Linked DNA regions of Muntiacus reevesi: region 1 is linked to region 2. A link is a contact called in public Hi-C data. All regions are on one chromosome and are shown on one strand. Each heading gives the region's core, a stretch centred on a gene start, on an enhancer-like site or on the middle of the called end of the contact. The rest is flanking DNA. Distances are from core to core; before and after follow the strand shown. Region 1 holds the start of LOC136158136 (pulmonary surfactant-associated protein A). Region 2 holds the start of PLAC9 (placenta associated 9).

What was found. A called contact is a pair of places that touch in the nucleus more often than the background predicts.
Region 1: a Hi-C map of blood shows a contact between it and region 2, with 9 times the contacts expected there. The contact joins the promoter of LOC136158136 here to the promoter of PLAC9 in region 2. A contact is called at or near these places in 2 of 3 Hi-C or Micro-C datasets (blood and muscle).

The regions. Positions count from the first base shown.
Region 1 is chr2:114,811,327-114,818,249 of mMunRee1.1, reverse strand. LOC136158136 (pulmonary surfactant-associated protein A) reads left to right here and starts at 2,220. Exons shown (of 5, transcript XM_065919900.1): 1 at 2,220-2,324; 2 at 3,151-3,345; 3 at 3,615-3,734; 4 at 4,476-4,553; 5 at 5,009-5,385. The coding sequence starts at 2,237. The coding sequence ends at 5,385.
Region 2 is chr2:114,144,223-114,150,903 of mMunRee1.1, reverse strand. It overlaps PLAC9 (placenta associated 9), which reads left to right and starts at 4,047. Exons shown (of 4, transcript XM_065922718.1): 1 at 4,047-4,203. The coding sequence starts at 4,140.

The sequences.
Region 1 (6,923 bases), core at 971-3,470, 670 kb before region 2:
ACTCACAATAGCCAAGTATGAAATAACCTAAATGTCCATTGATACATGAATGGATAAATATGTGGTGTATACATACCATGAAATATTATTCAGCCATGAGAAAAAGGGAATTCTGCCATTTGCAACAACATGGATAGACCTTGAGGACATTATGTTAAGTGAGCTAAGTATTAGTCGCTCAGTTGTGTCCAACTCTTTGTGACCCCAAGGACTGTAGCCTGCCAGGCTCCTCTATCCATGGGATTTCCCTGGCAAGAATACTGGAGTGGGTTGCCATTTCCTTCTCCAGGGGATCTTCCTGACCCAGGGATTGAACCCAGATCTCCTGCTCTGCAGGCAGACTATTTACCATCTGAGTCACCAGGGAAGCCAAGTGAATTAAGTCAGAGACAAATATTGTATGATATCTACTTTTTTGTGGCAGAAAATGCAGTCAGAACACTCCAGACAAGAGAACAATCATGATCAAAGACACGGAAAGCAGCACTCAGTTCTGTGAACTTGAAGCATTATCCTCTGAGAAGCTGCAGAAGGGAGAATTGATGGAACAAGAAATGAAGAAAGAGGTAAGTCCAGGTAAATAATTAATTCATGATTTTATTAGAATTTTTATGACACACTTTTATATATTGGCATTAAGATATATGAGTAACTTGTTAAACAGATGACCTAAGTGATTAAATAAAATACCCCATGATAGTCTGTCACTGTTTAATGAAAGTAATATCTGAACCAGTGCTAATTTCTTCATTTTGATGGCTATGTAGAAAAATATCTTTACATAAAATATAAATTAAGGTACTAGGGTGATGGAATGTCATAGTTTCAGAAAAAAATTTGTACTGCCTCTGCATCTTTCCTATAGGCTTTATAGGAAATTTAATTTTGATTCAAAATTTAAAAAGGCTCAAGAAGTTATATAACCTGATCAAAACCACATGGATAATGAGTGGCAGTTCCAAATCACAACTTGAGTATTTCTGACTCCTAAGTCCACACTCTCCCCCACCAACCACATGGCCCTGACCTCCAGGCTGCCTTCCCCAGGGCCCTTCAAAATCTGCCCAAGAAGAGCCTCCCTGTTCTTGTTTCTTTACCCCGAGAACCACACTCCCTCCAAGCCAAGTTGAGGTCCTTAAGCTGGAACTACTCCCCGCTTGCCCCAGCCCAGTGCTGGCCCTGGTTCCCCATCCCATGCCTGGCAGAGTCACAGGCATGTGACGGGTGGCGGCAGGGCAGCTGGAAGCACCAAGAGCTCCAGATCAGCTCTGACAGGCCTCCTGCTCCCAGGAGAGGAGTTCCATTAGCTAAGCTCCCACTCTCCCTATGGATCTCAAGATTTTCAGACCACTCACAGGTAAGCACGGTCTTGGTTCTCCATTGTTACCATCCTACGTTAGAGATTCCCTCCTAATTAAGTGGCTTGAAAAGGGAATCTCTTCCATTGTCCTCACAAGTCGTTCTACTACTGAAAGATATTGCCACTGCGGGTCATTAGACATCACCATGGTTAAGACAGAAACTATGGTTTCCTGCCCTGCCTCCCTACCACTGAGCCTGCCAAGACAAAGGAGTGGGGACCCTGCCAAGGGTTCACCTGTACCAGTGAACCGTGTACCCATCAACTCAGCCACAGACCCCAGAGGCAGGAGTTGGGAGGCTCAGTAGTGAGCCATGCCCCTTGACCGACAGTTTGTTCCAGCTCAATCTGATGATCCCTTGGCTTGAGACATGACCTCTGCATGGTTTAGAGCCACAGGGATACTTCTAAGAACCAAAGAGGCTCTGGAACCGGAATGGCCCCAGTGGACAGCCCTTTACACCACTGATCTGTCTCTCTGCTCCCCTGGGAAAAGAGTCCAGCCCTGGTATGTTCTCTCCTACTGGTGGACTTTTGGGGGGTAGTGATCCCAGGAGTGTGAACATGTCACTATCCAGGACCAGGGGGCTGAGACCCAGGAGGAGGAAGACTTCCTTTGTCACAGGCCTCCTTGTAAGTGCTCTTGTCCTTCACTGGGTGGGAAACTGGATGGATGGAGGGAGAGTGGGTGACCTCTGGCCCATGGGAAATTTCCCTTCTTATCGACCTGGAGTTTCTCGTTAGCAGGTTTTCTAAGTGCCTCTCCAGCCTGAGTGCCTGTGAGGAAATGTTACTGAGTAAACAAGATGGCAGCTTCCTGCCTGGCCCTTCTGGTGTAGAGGCCCTTGTGACAGGAGCCTCTACAAGGTGGAGAGGATGTCTGGTGGCCTACATCAGTATAAATGGCACCATCCACCTGGCCACCCTGCTCTGGAGGCAGGGAGCACGGGCTGTGTTCTTGCGGGTGAGTTTAGCCCCATCCTCTAGGTCTTCCCCAGGGTGAACCAGCCCAGCAGGCACATGCTTCACTACAGGTCAGGTGGGAAGGAGGGTCCTCCCCTGTACTACTAGGAGCTATTCCACAGAGTTCTAACTATGGCTGCAGGATGATGGGCTTGCAGATATCCTCATTCTTCACTGTGCTCCTAGGCCAGGTCCCTTCTCCCCAAGGACTCAACAGGGCCTGCAGGGTGGGGGCAGGGAGGAGAAACAGCCTGCCAAGGAGAAAGGGACACCAGAGCAGGGAGGAGGGGACTCCCTATCATTGACCGACTGGGAATGGCCAAGCCGTGGGCCCTGGTCATTTCTCCTCATCCTCAGGATCGTGATCCCTCAACTCAAAAGGAGGGCACCTGAGAGTATGAGGGACAGACAGAACGAGTGAGTGAGTGACCACTTCCTTCCTCCCAGCAGCCTGGGAGGTACAGGCCAGGATCGCCTCCAGGGCAGACGTGTTAGGGGAAGCCAAGAGAGGTAAAGTGAGTTCCCTGTGGTCACACAGCGAGGAACAGAGACTCTAGTAGAATCCAGGTCCTCTGACTCTCCAGAGCTCTTTACAACCCCTCACCTAACCAGGTACCATACCACCTCCAGCCAGGGGGATGGGGCATGAGACCGTGTTAGGTACCAAATGATGCTGACAGCTTTCAAGAAAAATTTGGGTCTTTCCAGAGTTCCTGTCTGTACCAACCCAGCCCTCAGGCCCCAGCATGTGCTGAATCTTGACAAAGCAGAGCAAGGGGAGACCCTCCTTAATGCTTCAGAGGGGCCATGGCCCTTCTCTTCTGCAGGAGGAGCTGCTGGAGCAGGTGCCATGCTGCTGTGCTCTTTGACCCTTACCCTCCTCTGGATGGTGGCTTCTGGCCTCGAGTATGACATGAAGGAAGTTTGTCTTGGAAGTCCTGGCACTCCTGGCACTCCCGGATCCCATGGCCTGCCAGGAAGAGATGGGAGAGATGGTATCAAAGGAGACCCTGGGCCTCCAGGTACTGAGTGGGAGCTGGGGGACAGTGACCTGATTTCAAGGGGACCACCTGCCCACCTGGGTCCAAGGGTCTGGGCTGGGTCCAAGGGTCAGTTGGTTGGTGGCTCTTTCCTGGGACCCTTAGAATGGAACAGCCCTGGATGGTCTATCCTCACGGTGCCCATGGAGGGACAGGCAAGTCAGCCTGGCTGAAATGGAGGTCCAGTCACATCAGCCCCAACTCACTGTGGGTGACAGATACCATACATCCTCCTCTCCCTCTCTCTGCAGGCCCCATGGGCCCCCCTGGAGGAATGCCAGGCCTCCCTGGGCGTGATGGGATGACTGGAGCCCCTGGCCTCACTGGAGAGCGTGGAGAAAAGGGAGAGCCTGGTGAGAGAGGTCCTCCAGGTGAGCTGGATAGGGCCAACGGGCAGAGGTGACTGGACACCATGCCCATGTGTTCAGTTACATGAGGAATGATGGGGGTCAGACAAAATTGTGCAAGTTCCCCAAAGGGCATCCATCCCAGAGGTGCCTGTGGTGTGGGTCATAAGTGCAGAATCTGGTGGGAATTGAAAGTTTTCTGTGCATTACAACTGCTGACAGGGAGATACAAGACATCAGGTGTGGGAAATAGAATAGTGATGGGAGGAGGGGAGGCACTTCCTAGGGCTGAGGTGTATGGGCGCACGTGGACCAAGGAGCAGATGGATGATGAAATTGGGGACCCTGCTTGCCCAGGGGACCTCTGGAGTTCTAGGTTCCTTACTATTCCTTATAGCAGTAATCAGGGTTCATCAGAGTACAGAAAGAACCACATTTGCTCTTAATGGAGGGTGGGAAAGGGGCCCTGCCCAGGAACTGGAAAACTCCACAGATATGGACAGACAGATCCATAAAAGGACATGGAAGGGAAGAAGAGCAGGGAAGGGGCGAGCAGGTGCAAGGCTGCACTAAGGGACAAGTGTGTAGGGAATATGGAAACACACTCTGGCCTTGTGAACCCTTATGACCTGGGGCCTGGGCAGTGGCTCTAGACAAGTGAAGGGCAGAACTCCAGGCTCTCAGTTGATCTCAAATCTGCTTGGCAGCAAGTGGGGTTGTTGTTGACCTGTTGATCCTCTCATCTTGTTGCGGATCTCTCTACAGGCTTTCCAGCGTATCTAGATGAAGAGCTCCAGGGCACACTCCATGAGATCAGACATCAAGTTCTGCAGTCACAGGGCGGTAAGGGATCCCCCCCTGGGGCTTTATATGGTAGGGAGTCTCCCATTAGTTCTCCTCATCCTTAGAACCAGGCTCCAGAATCTAGAGAGTTGATGAACAAGTGTAGATGTGGAAGTCATGTTTTAGATGTTCTTAAATGGCCAGAGGTGAGAGAAGTAGGCACGAATTAGGTCCCTATGTCCTGGGGAAGCAAGGTCCCTAGCAACATTGCTTTCTTTGAATCCCAGGAAATCGCACAGTTTATGACACATAATAATAAGTAATTGCTAAATGGGTGAATGAATAAATAGAATCATGAGAGCATAGTGGAGAATCCAGAAAGACTGGAATTGGAAGAGGGGGCAGATGACAGAGACAGGCAAAGATAAGGAGATTGGGGAGAACACAAAGGTGGAGAGCCTGAAGGGAAGGAAGCAAAGAGGTCTGTGGCCTGACCTGGGTTCTTCTGCTGTCAGTCCTCAGTTTGCAGGGGTCCATGCTGGCAGTGGGAGAGAAGGTCTTCTCTACCAATGGGCAGTCAGTCAATTTTGATGCCATCAAAGAGTTATGTGCCAGAGCAGGTGGACAGATTGCTACCCCGAGGAGTCCAGAGGAGAATGAAGCCATTACCAGCATCGTGAAGAAGCACAACACTTATGCTTACCTGGGCCTGGTCGAAGGCCCCACCGCTGGAGACTTCTATTACCTGGATGGAGCCCCTGTGAATTATACCAATTGGTACTCAGGGGAGCCTAGGGGCCGGGGTAAAGAGAAGTGTGTAGAGATATACACAGATGGTCAGTGGAATGACAAGAACTGCCTGCAGTACCGACTGGCCATCTGTGAGTTCTGAGCAGGCACCAAAGCCACAGGATGGACAGAGTCCTATCTTTCCTTCCAGCCTCCATCCTGGGGATCCACCTGGTCTACGGATCAGGTGCTATAACTCCTTTGTGGCTATCAGAATTGAAGGCACTCTTGAGCATTCCACTCCTGGGTGGATCCTGACTCCTCCCCAATGATCACTAATCAGTCTGACTCCCCTGGAAGCCCTTCTCAGCATTGCACTCTTGGCAGCCACTCTAACTTTGCCCTTCTGCAAGGGACAGAGGTTTCTTTCCTCCTCTTCTTGTCCAGTTCCTTTATTTACAGATGGCAACAGTAAGGTCCTGGGGTGAAGGTTCCCTCCAAAGCACCACACAGGATGCCTGCTTCCTGGCCCCCTCTACTCTGTCATTGCAGCTCACTGCTTGCCCAGCCTCATCAAGATTTAGCAGTTCTGCTCAAGCACAATGATAGGTGGACTTCTGGGAAATCTCACACACGTGGAGCTAAGGATACATTTGGGTTTATCTATCAACCTGAGGTCTGTGGGGAGGCATCTTGTTAGGCTCTCTATGAAGTCAGAGGGCCAGGTGGTACTTCAGCATGGTGGCGGCCAGCTCATTCCTAGTGATTGGCATGTATTCTCCACTTCCTTGAGTCTTGGGGTGTCAGCCAACACCTCTAAGGAAGATCTCACCCCCACCTTAGACATTACCCAAATAACTGCCTGCTGATGAACACATTCCCCACCTCTTCAAAACTCAGTGAGGAGTTCACGCCACTTGTCACACCACCATTTATTGAGCACATACTATATACCAAGCACCATGACATGCACTTCTAAGACATCTTATATGATTTAATCTTCACACAGTGTCATGGGACGAACATTATTTTCCCCAATCTTTTATACAAGGACACTGAAATTTAGAGAAGTTAAATGTTTTGAGTTTTTTTTGTTTTTTTTTTTTTAACATGAAGCAATTGGCAGAGGCTGGTTTCAAACCTATCTACCTGGACCTGAAGCTTGTGCTCATGACTACCCCACCTTCTCATTGAACAGAGATGATTCAAGTGTAATAAATCATGAATGTGTTAACATGAGTTTCCACTGCTTTGGTTTCAAGAAACATTTCTGTATTTTTAGAAATCAAGTTAACTCTGGCTCTGAACCCTTACTTACCTGAAAAGTGGGAAGTTCAATCTCAGGTTAAACTTTCTTTGTTGGGTTATAGGGGCCACCTGGTTCCATCCTGGAAGCACTTGGGCACCATCATTCTCTCTACCACCAACACATGCAAAAAACTAAGAAAAATTTACTGCCTACCTTTCACTTTAAGAAGCCAACACTCTATGGCCAGGGTGGTGATGAATCAGAAATTAGACAGATTTTAATGACAAAGCCAGGGGCAATAATCATTTGGACTATGTTTTAAATCAACCGCAGAAAGTTTGCATTCTTAGGAAAAATATATGTAAATAATTTTGAGACTGTGTATTAGTTTGAGGAAAAGAGTGAGGCTCAAGGCTTCAAGATTGTACCTATCTATAAGATTATTAAGATTC
Region 2 (6,681 bases), core at 2,798-5,297:
TAGTCAGCCAACTGATTTGACCTTGGACATTTTCTGCAGTGTTTGCACCTGGACAAATGTCTCCTGGAATACAAATAAATATAAATACAATGGAATACAAATAAAACTATGAAAATAACTGCATCTTGCAGTTGGGGCAAATCAAAAACAAGATACAAAAAGACTATAAACCCAATGGCCTTTCAGGAGGTGTCAGAAACAAAAGCAGGATACTGTGCGTGAGCCCTACCTGCAGCAGCACTGAGGGGGTGGGGACACCACCTAAGCCACTCTTCTAATTCAACTTACGATCCGCCCCTCCCCTCACCCCATTTAAAGGACCAGCTCCCCCTCCCTCAGGGAGCAAGCAAGGACACCTGTTACTTGTCTTCACTCCCTTCTGCTGCAGCACAAGTCCGAGTCCGAGTAAAGCTTTGCCTGCATTTCTCATCTGGCCTCTTTATTCACTTTCTGCTGATTAAAGTGTCCGAGAACCCACATCAGTACACAGATGTCCTTAGTTTATATTTTATCCCAGCTCCAGTCTTGAAGAGCGAAATGAGATCATTGCCCCCAGAGAACACTGATAACAAGGTTCTCACAGAGCTGGGGGAAATGCCAGACGGCTCCCTACCCGCCAAGCCCACAGGACCTTGGAGTCATAACTGAACACATTGTTGGGAAATATCTATCGCTTTGACAATGGACTGAATTGACGCTGAGCAATGTGAATCTGCGTAAAAGATATCTCTAAACTAAGCAGGTGGGATACCTTTAAGCTGGATTCCTCCACTTTTATATGTGGATTCATCACACTTCAGAAAACACTGGGTGGGAAGCTGCCCTTACCAACCTGTGGGATAACCACAGAACGCCACGCTTACAGTACCGGCCGGGATGAACGGAGAAACAAGAACACAGTGCTTGGAACGGTACTTGACATAAAGTCGGAATCAATGAATGTCAGCATCAGTGAATGTCGGCATCTAGGACTACAATTATTGATGGTATATTGGTTAATGTTAGGCCTGTACACAGCAGATTTCCTTACCTTCCTACATCTTCCCCTACTGGGAGGATTTGGGACTGTTTGTCAGAAAGGGGATAGAGTTTTAAACAAAAATAAAACACAAAAGACTTATTAAATCTCACCTTGTTAGGTCCCCTGCACCTTCTATCCCCTACAGAGGCATCTATACTCACACTCCACTGGTTCATTCTCTCTGCATGTAACTTGTGTGGCCACGGGCTAGCAGCCCTGCTCCATCTGTGTGGAGGAGGGGTGGCCTGGCCCCCGCGGGGCTGAGACCTTTCTGGAACCAGTCTTGTCTGCCCAGAGACAAGAAGACAAGGAGGCTTTTGTGGACTCTGACCCTCCCAGCCACTGAGCCCCTTCCAGCTTGGCAGTCCCTCTCCTCCGCTCCACCTCCAGAGAGATGGCCAGCTCCCACTTACCGTTTGCCTTGGCCCCTTGCCTTTGGGTGTGGGCTGGGGGAGAAAGCCATGCCAGATGCCCCCTACCCCCTTTTATCGCCACAACAGGCCAGCGTGGGAGGCCACACACATCCTGCAATATTGCCAATGGGTGCATGGGTATCCTGGGAGCAAGTCTCCACATTTCTGTGTGACCTTAGGCCACCCCCTGACTTCTCCAAGTGTCACCCTCCGAGTGAGGGTTCAACTGTGGATCTTGGTGGTAACTGCCAGGGCGGAAGCATGAGAGGAAAAGATGACTTTGCACATTACAGCACTTTAACTATGCAGGCAGTTATGGGTCATCCTTCCCTAACTTAAGAACTTGCCACTCTGAGCCTCCAAAGACCCAATTTGCCCTCTTCTACCTCCACCTCCCTCCAGATTTCCTCACTACCTAGTTATTCACCTGGGGCCTGATAATGCTTCAGAGCGTGAATTTTAGAATCAGGTCCACCTGCTTTCCAACCTGGGATCTGCAGTTTTCTGATCTAATCAAATATATCTTCTCTGAAAATATATGGTTTTCACTGAGTCAATGATGCCATCCAACCATCCCATCTTCTGCCGCCCCCTTCTCCTCTTGTCCTCAATCTTTCCCAGCATCAAGGTTTTTCCCAATGAGTTGGCCCTTCACATCAGGTGGCCAAAGTACTGGAGCTTCAGCTTCAGCATCAGTCCTTCCATTGAATATTCAGGGTTGATTTCCTTTAGGATTGACTGGCTTGATCTCCTTGCTGATATTAATATATCAGATTAATAATCAGAATACACAAAGGAAAGAGGGAAAATAAAAAAAAAATTTGAATAGGCAAATAAAAGTCAACTTCACACATAAAAAATAACAAGGTAATTTTTTTCATCATCAAACTGTCAAAATATTAAAAGATAAATATTCAGTGTGCAAGAATGTACAGGGCTGCCAGTACTACAACTTCAGGTCTCCCCAGTGCAGAAGTATTTTATGTAAATGGCGCCACCTGCAGCACAATTCCCATACAGACTGCACTGTAACTGTGTGTGCCTTGGAGCCCTGCTCTCAGTGGCTCGCCTCTCCTTTGGGCTTAGTAAAAATCTCTGGCATATCCAGGAAGAGGCCAGCTTGGCTAGATTCCAGTCCAGTTCTCTCAGCTTGGTAGACTCTTCCAGTTCCTTGTCTATGTGGTTCCTAATATAAATTCAGACACAAATGTGTATACATGGAACTGAATAATATATGGAAAGTGAAAGTCTCTCAGTCCTGTACAACTCTTTGCAATCCCATGGACTATACCGTCCATGGGATTCTCCAGGCCAGAATACTGCAGTGGGTAGATGTCCCCTTCTCCAGGAGATCTTCCCAACCCAGGGATCGAATCCAGGTCTCCCACATTGCACACGGATTCTTTACCAGCTGAGCCATCAGGGAAGCCTATATTTGGGGATTTTTACTTTCATGCTTTTATTTTCATGTTCATCTCATCAAATTTTAGAGATCATTCTATGTTAGTACACCTAAATCTGAGACAGGCTGGGACTTGGGACCCTTTGCTGCAGTCCCTGCTCCTGGACAAACTATTTTCTCCAGCAAGAAAATACAAAGAAACTATAGTGGACTAAAAATAACTGTGAGGTTGTACAAACTGGGAACAACAAGATACAAAAAGACCAAAAACCCAACTGCCACTTCTGAGGGGTCAGAAACAAAAGCAGGGTCCTATGCATCATCAGTGCGCCCAGCACCACCAAGAGGGTGGGCAGACCACCTAAACATACCCCTCCAGCCCAGGCAGGATCCACCCCAACCCTGGAGCCATTCAGGAACCAGCTCACCCCCTCCCCCAGGAAGCAAGCAAGGGCACCCATACCTGTAATCTGGCGTGCTTAGGTAAGAGATCCAATAAAGCCTTGCCTGATCTGGCTTTGTATCAATTTCTTTTTTAAGTTTAGTTGGTTGCCATCATGTGGGATCTTCCATTGCGGCAAAGGGACTCTCTACTTGTGGCGCTACGGCTCAGCAGCTGTGGCATCTAGGCTTAGTTGCTCCCCAGCGTGTGGGATCTTAGTTCCCTGAACAGGGATCAAACTCAGGTTCCCTTCATCGCAAGGTAGATTCTTAACCACCAGACCACCAGGGAAGTCCTCATCAATTTCTATTTAAGAACCCGGGTCAATAACAAATCCACTATAATCCTTTGGAAAGTTATCTTTTAACAATACTGTTACTCCTTTAGAAGGACAAAATTTCAGTGGAATGCAGACCATTTCCTAGCCTCCCTCTCAGAGCGACACTGTCTGATATCATCAGAGCTGATTACTCCGTGAAGTTAGGGATTCTGATCCTGTGCCAGGGGCGTGGGTGGCACTTCTGGAAACTGCAGCCTGCCGGTCTGTGAAATGGGCTCATTACGGATCACTGGGCCCCCGGTTCCATCATCCTCTGTTCTGTGCTCCGGCCCAGGGGGAGGCGCGGGGGGCTCAGAGCGCGGCCCCTTCCTGGGGAGGCGCCCAGCCTGGCACATCGCCCCTCCGCTCGCTTGCGGGGTCTCTGGAGGGGGCGGGCTCGCTGGAGCCAGAAAGCCCGGAGCCGCCCAGGAATCTTGGCTGGAACTGCGAGCATTTCCTCCCAGGCGGGCCGGCGCGATCCCGGGGAGGGCGGGGAGGGCGGCCGCGGGCAGAAGTGGCGCTGCGCTCCGCCGGCCGGCAGCATGTGGCCCTTGCTCTGCGCGCTGGCCGGGCTCGCCCTGCTCCGCGCCCCGGGCGTCTTCGCCGGTGAGTGGGGCCGGGGAGCGGGGCGAGGGCTAGGGAGACCGCGGACCGCGAGGAACGAGCTGAAGAGAGGGAGGGAGGTGGGAACGGAGCCAGATGGAGAGAGAGAGAGGGAGAGATGGAGAAAGAGGGAGATGCAGGGGGGGAGAGAGACAGATGGGGAGAGAAAAAGGAAGGACGAAACAGAAAAAGGCAGAGAGATAAAGGCACAGGGACATAGAAAAAGGAAAGAATAAAGAGAGAAAGGGAGAGGCTGGGACAGAAAGATTTCGGAGGTAAACAGATGGGTGTGAACTATGAATAAGGACAGAGAAAAAGGAGTTTAGTGGGAAAGAAACAGAGGAACTAAAATGGCAAGAGAAAGGGGAGAGAGGGAGAGAGGATATTGAGGAAAAGAGGAAGATTTGAGAGACAAAAAAAGGAGAGGGGATGGAGAAACCCAATCCCCCAGGTGGGGAGGAAAGAGAGGAGGGGGCCAGGATCAGGAGGTGAATGGTCAGGTCTGCAGGGTGGCGGGGGGCCTGCGAAGCACCCAGGCCTCCTTTCCTGGGGAATTTCCTGGGATGCTGAGCCCCAACAAGCAGACGACCCACGTCTGGTCCGGCCCACGTCTGGTCCGGCCCAGCTGGTAGGGGCCAGGCAGGCGGCCCCTGGAGGTCTTGGCTTTACCTGCCTGATAGTCTGAGGAGGCCCTGCAGTAGAGGAGAGGAGGCCAGTTGTCAGCCTTTTGGAGAGCTTCGCAGAGGGCCTGAGCAGCCTTGGGTGTGTGGGAGGAGGCTGCAGGAAGGAGAAGCCCTCTGGGTGCTCCAGGCTGGGTTCCTTGCAGTGCCTTATCCCCTCCACCTCCCCTGACAGCAGCCTTAGAGCTGTCCCCTCCCAGGTGAGGCTTGGACCAGAAGGCTGCAGAAGGACTAACTGTACTGTACGCATAGATGTTCCTTCCAGCACCTCAAGACTCTGCACTTTATATAGCTCTTTACAGTTGACATTAACCCAACCAAGCTCTCTTGCCAGCCTCGACCAGAGACGGCTGATGCTCACAGTGGTGCAGGTGAGGAGAAGGCTCAGTCTGTCCAGGCATGCAGGTCTCCTGCCCCCCTCAACACCCTTACCCCATGTCAGGCTGCTCCCCCATCCCCCTGGAGCAGGCAGAAGTGCCCCGTGTCAGGATGGAAGCTCCCCTTACAGGGAACTAGGAGCCCCAGGGAAAGGGCTGAGGCCAGTCCTGCTCCTGGCCAGCCCCCGGCTGAGTGACCTTGGGTGAGTCGTGTCATCTCTCTGAAGCTGTTTCCTCTTCTGGTAAGTTGGGGAGAATGGTAGCCACCCAGAGAGCTGAAGGAAAGGGAAGTGCCCGGCGCAAAACACCTGTCAACACACATTGACTCCTTCCCTTGCCCCCTCAGACAGCTCCACTGACCTCTCTGAGCCAGTTTCTCCACTGAGGTTGGCAAAGGAGGACCAACAAGCTCTTCCTCACAGCTGAGTGAGGAGTGGCTGAGACCATCCAGCATTGAGCCTGGCCCACAGTGCGATCCTCCCCACCCCTGCTTTCCCGGCCCACCCCGTCCCCTCTTCTCAGAGTCTCCACCTCCAGGAGCTGAGGGGACAAAGCCGAGTCTGTGCTCCCCCAGAGGGAGGAGCTGGCCACTGCCCACAGCGGCTGACCTTCTGTGGCCCTTTAGCTATGACCGGTATATACATTTTGTCTCAAAGCCATTTTAAACATTTTCTTCCTGATCATTTTCATTGCTTCAGATTAAGAAAAATAGAAGAAAGTATAAATGTATTAATGTAATTTCACTTTGTGTTCAAACATTTTTGTATATAACCTTTCAGACTTCAGACAATTATACCATTGTTTTTTTTTTAACTGTTGATTATCAAATCTTTTGGATATATACACAGAATAGTGTAAGGAACTTCCATGGATTCTTGACAGATCTTAATTCATCTAATCCACCTTCTCTCCCCTCTCTCAGATTAAACGAAACTCCAGGCACTATATATTTTCATCTATAAGTATTACCTTATATGTTACTAAAGCATCAATAATCTTTTAATAACTGAAATACCATTATCACTACCTAAAAATGGATAATTCCTTAATATCATCAAATGTCTAGTCAGTGTTCATGTCCATAATTGTGTCATGTTTTTATATTTGGTTTGTTTGATTCAAATGAGGTGGATACATTTGGTTTTTGGTTGATATGTCCATTAAACTTCTTTTAGTAAGTTTTAGGTTTCTTTATAAGGTTCTTTTCTTTTTTCTTAAAATTTATTTGGTGAAGAAACTGCATTGCTAGTCCTATAGTTTTTCACATTTAAATTTTAGCTGATTGCATCCTCTATATGTCATTTAAATGTTCTTTTCCCTGTATTGTCTATAAACTGGGAATTAGATATAGAAGCATCGTCTAATTAATTCCAATTAGACTTTTTTTTTGCAAGAATACTTTAAAATGGTTTATTGCTTTAATT